2 separate regions of the Triticum aestivum genome follow, and region 2 is linked to region 1. Evidence: chromatin contacts called from public Hi-C data. All regions are on one chromosome and are shown on one strand. Each heading gives the region's core, a stretch centred on a gene start, on an enhancer-like site or on the middle of the called end of the contact. The rest is flanking DNA. Distances are from core to core; before and after follow the strand shown.

Region 1 (4,978 bases), core at 1,202-3,701:
AAATAACATGGCAACACCATCTCCTCCACATGTGGCCGCTGTCGTGAACAAGCATTAATCACACCAGACCAAGTGCCCGACGTTTGACACCATCCATGGACTCATCGATGCAACTTCTACATGGAAAAAGTCGAGGAATAATTATTCCCATCGTTGATGTTGCCCAACTCCACCGACAACGAAGAACTTGAAGACTCTACGAGACACGGTCAAGACATTTGGATCCGGGATCCCCCATATCCCCCCTACCGCAGTAGACGACAAAGGCCAACGGAATCCGCAGCGACACTGGTGGCTCGAGGGGGTGCAAGTCGCCTCCAGGTCGCCTCTCTCAAGAAACCCTAGAAAAAATGTTTCAGGATTTTATTAGTTTTCTATTTATCTATTCTAAAATGCAAAACCTATAGCTGAACCACTCGTCCAAAGTGCACCATTTAAATATCCAAAATTTTGAGTTTTGGGAAAATTAGGTGCAACGTCCAAAATTATTATTTTTTGTAATAAGGATTTTTCTTGGTTTCTGGTATGATCCGTGTTACCTTAATCCTATTTTCTCTAGTCATGTGATTAAAGAAAATTCTTTCTCTGTATAGTATTACAATAACAGCCACGAAGTAATTCGGTGAAACACCTTTGGGCTACTATAGAATCTTTTCTTTTATAACACTAAGCTCCCTAAGTTTGGAGCCCTCTGATTCAATCGAGGTCTCCAATTTGAATTTTGATCACACAATTTTGATCAGGTCAACGATTTCTCAACGAGCTCTCTTATTTAATTCCTTTAATTCAATATACCCCTTAATTTTTAAGGCATCATAGTCAATTGAGGTCTCCAATTTAGTATTGGGTCAACCGATTTTGACCGGGTTAACGATTTCTCAAGGAGTTCTTTTATTCAATTCTTTTAATTAACTATGCTTCCTATTCACTATGCTCTCTAATATTTAATCCACAATGCTTGCCAATGTTTTAGGCTTCATAGTCAATTGAGGCCTCCAATTTAGAATTGAGTCATCCGATTTTGACCCGGTCAATTATTTCTCAAGGAGCTCTCTTGTTCAATTATTTTAATTTACTATGCTTCCTATTCACTATGCTCCCTAATTTTTAAGGCCTCATATCATCTGAAGTCTTCAATTTATAATTGGATCACCCGATTTTGACCAGGTCAAAAAATTTCAAGGAACTTTCTTATTTAATTTTTTAATTCACTACGCTCCCTAATTTTGAAGCTTTCTTGTTGATTGAGATATTCAATTTTGGATTTAGTTCATGATTTTGATCGGGTCATTGATTGTTCAAATCAATCGACAACAACTGACCTATAAAAACATATCAACCCCGCGCACCCCCTCACCACCCAGAAAAAAATAAGCGCTAACATGCGATACTGTAGCACCAATATAGTACATGTAGTCAGGGGCGCATAACTTTTTCCACATAAGTATGAATTTATTAGCAGATAATACAGAAACACACCGCGAAGCTACACCAAAACACCGCGTCGTGATAAAAGGAAATCACACTCCATCATTTCCCTCACTTGCCAAACCAAATACTCCCTCATTTCCAAAATATAAGGTATATTAGTTTCTTGAAAAGACTAAAATTTAAACTTTGACCAAGTTTAAAGCCTAAAATATCGACACCAACAATACTAAATAATTAAAATATGAAAATTCATTTCATGATGAATCTAATGGTAGCAATTTTATATCATGGATATTGATATATTTCTCTATGAATTTGGTCAAACTTAAAGAGATTTGACTTAAAAAATATAATACACATTATATTTTGAAACAGAGAGAGAAAAAAAGTTATAAAATCCAACAACACCAACAAGCGACAAAGCGCGCCAAACCCTTCTAATTTGAAATGAAAGCAAAGCTATGTTTCATATATTCTAGCCATCTATCACGACCTCCTCTACAACACACAAATCAAAAAGGGGGAAAGATTATGTGTCGTGCTTTATCTCTTTGTGCACAAATTGTTGTGCTTTTTGTGCGAAAATACATCTGCATCAAACTTTGTTTTTCTCTTTGATTTTACATTCATTGAATCCTGTAAATATTGTCTATACGAATACAACGCAATAACTTGTGTGCGTACCCTCTATTTTTAAATATAAGTTTTTTTAGAGATTACAATATGGATTAGATACGTATGTATATAGACGGATTTTAGAGTGAGATTCAATATATAGTCCATATTAAAATCTTTTAAAAAGACCTATATTCAGGAACGGAGGGAGTATATATTGAGGGAAAATAGTAGATTTAGGAACAATACGAAGGGCTTTACAACAAAATACATCTCAAAATCTAATGAAGCACGGGGAACGCAGAAATATCGAACCGACATGTGGGCTCCAAGGTTCATGACCCCACATGTCAACTGCACATCTACTTGAAGTAAACCAAACCCAAATCACACTATTTGCCGGCACTCAGTACAGAGCCCAATTCCGCCTTCTCTCTCCTCCCTTTCCGACGAGGCGACCTGCCCCTTTCCCCTCTCGCGCACCTTCCTCTCGCCATGGCCTTCTTCTCCCACCACCACCTCCAGCAGCCCCACCCCGCGGCGCCGCCACCGCAGCAGCAGCAGCAACCGCCGGCGCCCCTCTCCTTCAGGTGCCCCATCTCAATTTCGGCCCCGTGCCATTTCTCCGTCCGTTTTCCTGCGGTAAGACGAGTCGCGCTAAAATCCCCTTCCTAATGCCCGTGAAATTTCGGCAGGAACGCGCTGCCGGTGCCGATCGATGGACAGATCCCGGCGCCTCTCGCCTTCTTCAACGCGCCGCCCGCTTTCCCGGACCAGGCCCGGCAGCCACAGAGTAAGCGCCCCCCCCCCCCCCCCCCCCCGCCCGCGAATCTCCCCATTCGTCTTTCGAAAATCCAATTGAATTGACGCTGATTTTCGAGGGATTGGAATTGAAATTTCATTGGATTTTGCTGCGTTCTGTGTAGTAGTGGACGCGGCGGGGCTGACGGCTGCGGCGGGTATGGGGTGGAGGCAGCCGAGGGAGCAGGAGCTGCTGGGGGAGAACTCGCAGATGTCGTCCATCGATTTCCTGCAGACGGGCTCGGCGGTGTCGACGGGCCTGGCGCTCTCTCTGGAGGACAGGCGCCATGGCGGCGGCGGCGCTGGCGCAGGGAACTCCTCGGGCGATTCGCCGCTGCTCCTGCTGCCGATGCTGGACGACGACATCTCCCGTGAGGTCCAGCGTCTAGATGCTGATATGGACCGCTTCATCAGGGCCCAGGTCACGTGCTCTCGAACCTTTTCCTTTGGGCGATTTGAGTTGTGCAATCCGTTCTATGCTTTACATGCTGTCTTTTTATCAGTTGACGAAGGTTTGTTGGGGTAATTAGTGAAGCGTTCACTTTGTCAGGTCAATATAGTCTCTGCAGGTGAAGGGCACATATAGATAGTCTCTTCACTTCACTTTTCTAATGTTGCAGGTTTCTTATTTTCTTATTAAGGCATGCGACGATTCTCGATTACTGGTAGCTCTCATGAGTGAATTCTCATGGTATGCCGTTTAAATAAATCTTGTGAGTCTTAAACATAAGAACGGTGAAATATTAATGAAGAAAAAACTGGGTAAATATCATTGGTACCACCCAAATCTTGTGGTTCAATTAAACACCACCAAAAGCTCAAACTCCTCTTCCATTTGCCTTTCGGTTGGCTCCGTTACACCACACTAGCAGCAATGTACTCGACCATCTGAATCCCAGTCCAACATTGGAATCCCAAATGAGATCTGAACACTCAGCTACGGTGAGTACATGATCTACTGTCTGCAGCTTGGGGTCAGTCCCCAGGAACCTAACAGGTACCAATACCCGAGTAAAACAGAAGCTCTCGTCTTAATTTGCAGTTGTACCGAACCAAGCAGATGGAGCAGACCTGAATACAGGTCGGAGGAGGCAATGGGACTCGTGCATACATGCTTCCACACAAATTTAAAACACCGATAGGTTTTAATTGTCTGTTGCCACCACCTTGCGCTTTTCTGACCAAAGTGCATGCTTAAGCGCAATTAAGCAGTAGGAGTTTTGCTATCGACTAGGCATGCCTTTTTAACTACAGTTCCATGTCTGAGGTGGCATCTGCTGCTGGTGTATCTTCTGCAGGCGTTGCTGCCTTGCTGGTGCTCATATTAGAGCAACTCTAGCAGATCCTGTATAAATCGGTACTGCAAAATTGTTTTACCCTAAAATGATTTTGTGGGAACTCGAAGGTCCCGGCAGAACAGATCTGCTAAAGTTCACACTGCAAATTTAAACACCAGATTCGCGCCACAAAGTTCCAACAAAACCGGAGTTCGTACTTAGCTAAAACATACTCCCTCCGTCCCAAATTAAGTGACTCAACTTTGTACTAACTATAGTGGAAAGTTAGTATAAAGTTGAGTCACTTATCTTGGGATAGAGGGAGTAGATGAAACTACAAATTAAACCTTGAAACGGATTTCGCGCATTGGAAGTGTCATCCCTTGCTTTGTTCTAACCGCCCTTCCTTTAAGTTTAAGTATTCGAAACTCTGGGTTGCCGGCTCAATCATCGAGGCCGAGGTAGAACTTCTCCGCCAACTTGCGGCAAGCGTGGCGTAGGCATGGTCTTCCTTTGCGGCGACGAGCCTGTTGGCGGTGCCTTCTTCTCCGACCGCCGCCGTGTGCTCCGCGGGGAGGAGCTCCGCATCCACCTCCTGGAACCTCTTGGTGTGCGGGGAAAGCACCTCGTAGAGCTCGTTGAAACCGGCCCACGCGCTCCGCCCACCGCTGCGGGAGAGGCGGCCCCGTTTGCGCGCCTGCTTGGAACGCCATGGCTCGACGACAGACCGGCTGGAGCTGCCGGCCTCTGCATTGTGCCGGGCGAGCTTGCGCGGCGGTGACCCGCCACTGCCGCCATGCCCACGAGCACCACCGGCCATGGATCCGCAAGAAAGGGAAAGAAACGCGTGGCTA
Region 2 (5,108 bases), core at 1,062-3,561, 190 kb after region 1:
GTATACTTTTTGGCAATTCGTGTACCATGGAGGACCAGGAAAGGGTCCGCTTTGTACTGCATGTGAATGTTCTGGATTTTGAGGACAAGTATTTGGGCCTTCCAACACCTGATGGCCGTATGTCGCGAGGTAAATTTCAGAATTTGCAATCCAGGCTACTGAAAAGAATCATCGCATGGGGGGATACCCTTTCTCTTGCTGGTAAGGAAACGATGATAAAAGCTGTTGCACAGGCCATCCCAACTTATATCATGGGTGTTTTCAAGTTTCCTATGTCCGTATGTGATGATCTGAATAGGATGGTGCAGAACTTTTGGTGGGGCTCTTCGGAAGGGAAGAGGAAAACACATTGGCTGGCTTGGCCCAAAATTTTGGCGCATAAGATGAAGGGCGGTCTGGGCTTCAGAGATTTCCGCCTGTTCAACCAGGCCCTGCTTGCCAGGCAGGCGTGGCGTTTACTCACTAATCCTAATATCTTATGTGCACAGGTGCTTAAGGCTCGCTACTATTCGGAGGGTCGCCTTGAAGATACTGTCTTCTCGGGGAACGCCTCCCCTACATGGCAGGGCATCCAACATGGCCTTGAGCTCTTGAAGAAGGGCATCGTGTGTCGTGTCGATGATGGACATAACATCCGCATTTGGTGTGATCGCTGGCTGCCTACCGAGCCATCGCGCCAGCCCATTACCCAGCAAGGAACCTGCCGGCTCAGGAGAGTTGCCGAGCTCCTTGACGAGGCAGGCAACTGGCGTATGGACCTTCTTCGTCGCCACTTCCTCCCTCCGGACATTGACTCTATCAGCAGCATCCGCACATCGCCTCGCGCCACCGACGACATCATCGCATGGGCGCCTGAGAGGAACGGTATCTTCACCGTTTGATCCGCCTACCGCCTAGCCATGGACGAGCGTGAACGTCCATTGGCAACTGCTACGAGCAGGGCACCGGATGGTCATCGCGCCATCTGAAAGATCATATGAGGGTGCCCTGCTCCCCCAAAGGTACGTGTGTTCGCATGGAGAATTGTAACCAACTCGCTGGCTACCTGGGCTAACAAGTTTTGTCGCCACCTTGAGCTTACTGACATATGTCCCCTCTGTGGTGTGGAACGAGAGGACGGCTTCCACGCGATGTGCAGGTGCCCACTTGCCAGGGACCTTTGGCGAGCCATGGAGAAAGATTGGTCGATCCCCAAGGTGGACACCATAGAGAATGATGGACCAGAGTGGCTCTTCACGCTTCTGAACCCTCTGTCGGACACGACGCGTATGGTCGTCCTCATGATCATGTGGCGGGCGTGGTACATCCGCAATGAAATTACCCACGACAAGGCTCCTCCGCCCACAGAAGCATCCAGGCGTTTTCTTCACGGGTACATCACGTCTTTGCTGAGCATCCACCAATTCCCACATGCAGACTTGGTGAAAGGCAAAATGGTTGTGCATGAAGTTGGCCGGCCTATACATGCAAGCAGTGTGAAGGAGCCAACGCTTCAATGGGTACCCCCTCCACCCGGCTGGACAAAACTCAACACCGACGGAAGTTTTGTCCAGGCCACAGGTGCAGCAGGTGGTGGTATGGTCCTGAGAAATGAAAAAGGAGAGCTCATCTTCACAGCATGCAGGCAGTTGTTTACATGTAATAATAGCCTCCAAGCGGAGTTGGAAGCATGCAGGGAGGGACTGCAGCTGGCCTTGCACCGTACAAACATGCCCATCTTGGTGGAGTTGGGCAGTACTGAAGCGGTCTCGATGCTGTCAGCACAGTCGGCGAATCGCTCACAAGTCCGAGCGCTAGTCGAGGAAATACGTGGAATAGTAGCTGTTGAATCAAGGGAGATTTCCTTTTCTCATATTAGTAGATCACAAAATAATACTAGTCACGCACTCGCCGCTTATGGGCGTAGTACCCCGCGCACGGCTGTTTGGTTACGATCGGGATTACACTGCATTGTAAACCTTTCAGAGGCCAGGAAGCCTCATTGAGTTAATGAAATCTTCGTTTATCCCGCAAAAAAAAAAAACATTGGCGATCTTGTTTTGACGGACCAAAACCCAAATTGACGGTCCCCGACGACAAGAAGGCTGCCGGGGGGCGGACCTACCAACCAGTTCACTCCTGCTGACCGCGGTACCAGCAGCACGACCGGCCGAGGACCGCCACCAGCAGCAGGAGGCCACTGCAACCGCAAAACATAACGGTGCGGGACAGCGAGAGCGCGCGCGCGACCGAGCGTGACGGGGTCTCCAACGCCTCAACGTGCGCGCCCACACATACATGCGGCTCCAAAGCCTTGCAATCTTGACCAGTGCCGGCCGGACGGACGGAGCGGGGCTGGCGGAGCGCCCTATCCCACCATGTCCATGTGATGGCGAGGGAACCAGCACGCGCCCTCCCCTCGCGAATTCAGCCCTCCATCCAGCTAGCCCAGCCACAAGCCAGGCTGCCACCTCCCCCCCTCCAACCATCGTCTCCCTCCCTTCCACCTCCACCACACCACGCCCACGCCCACGCCGCACCACAACCGCCGCTCCACCCTGGTTCCACCCCGCCCCCCGCCTCCCCCCTCCCCTCAAATCCCCCGCCCCCGCGCGTGCCGAATCCGCCGTCGATCGCCGCTCCGCCCCCCCACCCAGCGCGCGGCTTCCCGCGATGGCGCTGTCCGCGTCGGCGGCGTCGGCGGGGAGGGGCGCGCGGGCCGAGAAGGTGCGCAGGATCTTCGAGCGCTTCGACGCCAACGGGGACGGCGGGCTCGACCGGGCCGAGATGGCCAAGCTCGTCGTCGCCGTCAACCCACGGGTCAAGTTCAGCGACGACCAGATCTCCGCCATCCTCGACGAGGTCTTCCGCACCTACGCCGAGTTCATCCTCCCGGGGGGGCAGGGCCTGTCTCTCACCGGCCTGCTCCGCACCTACGACGACGGCGCCGGGGACGTCGACCGCGACTTCCTCGCGCTCTCCCTTCCCGCCGTCGACTCCGACGCTTCCTCCCCCGAGATCGGGCCCGGGGACGCCGCCGCCTCCTCCTCCCCGACCTCCGGCGCCGCCGTCGCCGCCTCGCTGCTCGACGACCACCTCAAGCCGCTCGGCATCGGCGGCACGGGCCCCTCGTCCAGCTCCCGCGCCGCCGTCGCCGCGCCGGCCTGGGCGACCTCGCCCAGCCACGGGATTGCCTTCGATTCCTCCTGGGCGCTCCTCGACGACCTGGAGATACTCGTCAAGCGCCTCCGCTCCAAGCAGCTGCGGAAGACCTCCTCGGTCGACACCAGCGGGGGCGGCAGCAATCTCGACTCCTTCTCCGAGGCCGGCTGGTCCAGGGAGATCTCCGCCTCCGCCGATTCGGGTTTGGCGTCCGCGCCGTGGGACGAGACCAGCCGGGACTACCTCACCTTCGTCAAGGAGCTCGCTGTTCTCCGCACGCGCGCGGACGCCTCCCGCTCTCGCGAGGAGGCCTTCGACAACCACATGGTCATCGGCCGGGCGCTCTCCGAGCACCGCCTCTTCCGAGACGCCCTTGCCAGCTTCCGCCGTGCCTGCGAGCTTCAGCCCACCGACGTCCGCCCGCACTTCCGCGCTGGTAACTGCCTCTACGCCCTGGGCCGCCACGCCGAGGCCAAGGAGGAGTTCCTCCTTGCCCTCGAGGCGGCAGAGGCAGGTAACTCCCAGTCCGCGGACATTCTCCCACAGATCCATGTCAACCTTGGTATTGCAATGGAGGCTGAGGGGATGGTGCTTGGTGCCTGCGAGCACTATCGAGAGGCTGCCATACTGTGCCCATCCCATGCCCGCGCGCTGAAGCTCCTTGGGAGTGCACTCTTTGGTGTTGGGGAATACCGTGCAGCGGAGAAGGCACTGGAGGAGGCCATCTTCCTGAAGCCAGACTATGCTGATGCGCACTGTGATCTTGGGTCAGCCTTGCATGCAGTAGGGGATGATGACCGTGCAGTTCAGGAGTTCCAGAAAGCAATTGATCTTAAACCTGGGCATGTTGATGCCTTATACAATCTTGGTGGATTGAACATGGACGCATGCCGATTTGTGCGAGCTGCGGAGATGTATACTCGTGTGCTGAGCATCCGACCAAACCATTGGCGTGCTCAGCTAAACAAGGCAGTCGCTTTGCTTGGGCAGGGAGAGTCCGAGGAGGCCAAGAAGGCACTCAAGGAGGCATTTAAGATGACACAAAGGGTGGAGGTGTATGATGCCATCTCACATCTGAAGACACTGCAGAAAAAGAAGCTAAAGCCTTCAAAAGGAAAACATGATGCTCAAGGAGAGGAAGCCTTTGTTATTGTAGAAGCATCCAAGTTCAAGAGGGTTGGAAGCAAGACCACATTGCGGCAGGATTTGGCCAATGCCCTTGATATAAGGGCATTCGAGAGGACGACAAAGCTTGGCCACTGTGATGCTGAGCTTCTGAGGAAAGAGATGAATGAGACTGATGTCCCCGTATCCTACTCAGGCACTGGCATCCCAGAGAAGTCGATCAGGAAAGCAGCTCTTGAGGTTATTCTTCGCAGGCTCCTATCTTTCCTCAAGCCAGATACCTTCCAGGGTGCTGTCAAGGCAATGAATGAAAGAATTCTCTCGGTCCTTGATGCGTCTGGCTCTGGCCGCGTTGATCTTGGGATGTTCTTTGCTATCATTGCTCCAATCTGTTCTGGTCCTGTGGATAGGCGCAAGCGTGTCGTCTTCGATGCACTCCTTTGGCGTCCTGCAAGCGAAGGTGGCAGGGGCCAGATCAGGAGGAGTGACGCGCTAAGTTACATTAAACTTCTCCGTGCCGTTTACATACCAACCAATGGGGCTAGCGACATGCTTGAAATGCATGGGGAGTCCGACCCTACCATGGTATCGTACACAGAGTTCCTCGAGATGTTCAATGATCCTGATTGGGGGTTTGGAATTCTAACCACACTGGTGAAGCTTGAAGACAGTGATCATGTTCGCCATGGCAGCCACACCTGCTCCATATGCAGATATCCTATCATCGGTTCACGGTTCATGGAAACAAAACACTCGTTTAGCTTGTGTAACCGGTGCTACAGTGAAGGGAAGGTTCCATCAGCCTTCAAGTTGGAGGAGTACAGGTTCAAAGAATACAGCAA

What was found. A called contact is a pair of places that touch in the nucleus more often than the background predicts.
Region 2: a contact with region 1 is called in a Hi-C map of leaf, with 4 times the contacts expected there. The contact joins the promoter of LOC123085367 here to the promoter of LOC123085366 in region 1. A contact is called at or near these places in 2 of 5 Hi-C or Micro-C datasets (both in leaf).

Annotation. Positions count from the first base shown.
Region 1 is chr4A:95,190,916-95,195,893 of IWGSC CS RefSeq v2.1, forward strand. LOC123085366 (probable BOI-related E3 ubiquitin-protein ligase 3) reads left to right here and starts at 2,452. Exons shown (of 4, transcript XM_044506991.1): 1 at 2,452-2,636; 2 at 2,742-2,839; 3 at 2,976-3,268. The coding sequence starts at 2,542.
Region 2 is chr4A:95,377,952-95,383,059 of IWGSC CS RefSeq v2.1, forward strand. It overlaps LOC123085367, which reads left to right and starts at 2,312. Exons shown (of 1, transcript XM_044506992.1): 1 at 2,312-5,108. The coding sequence starts at 2,653.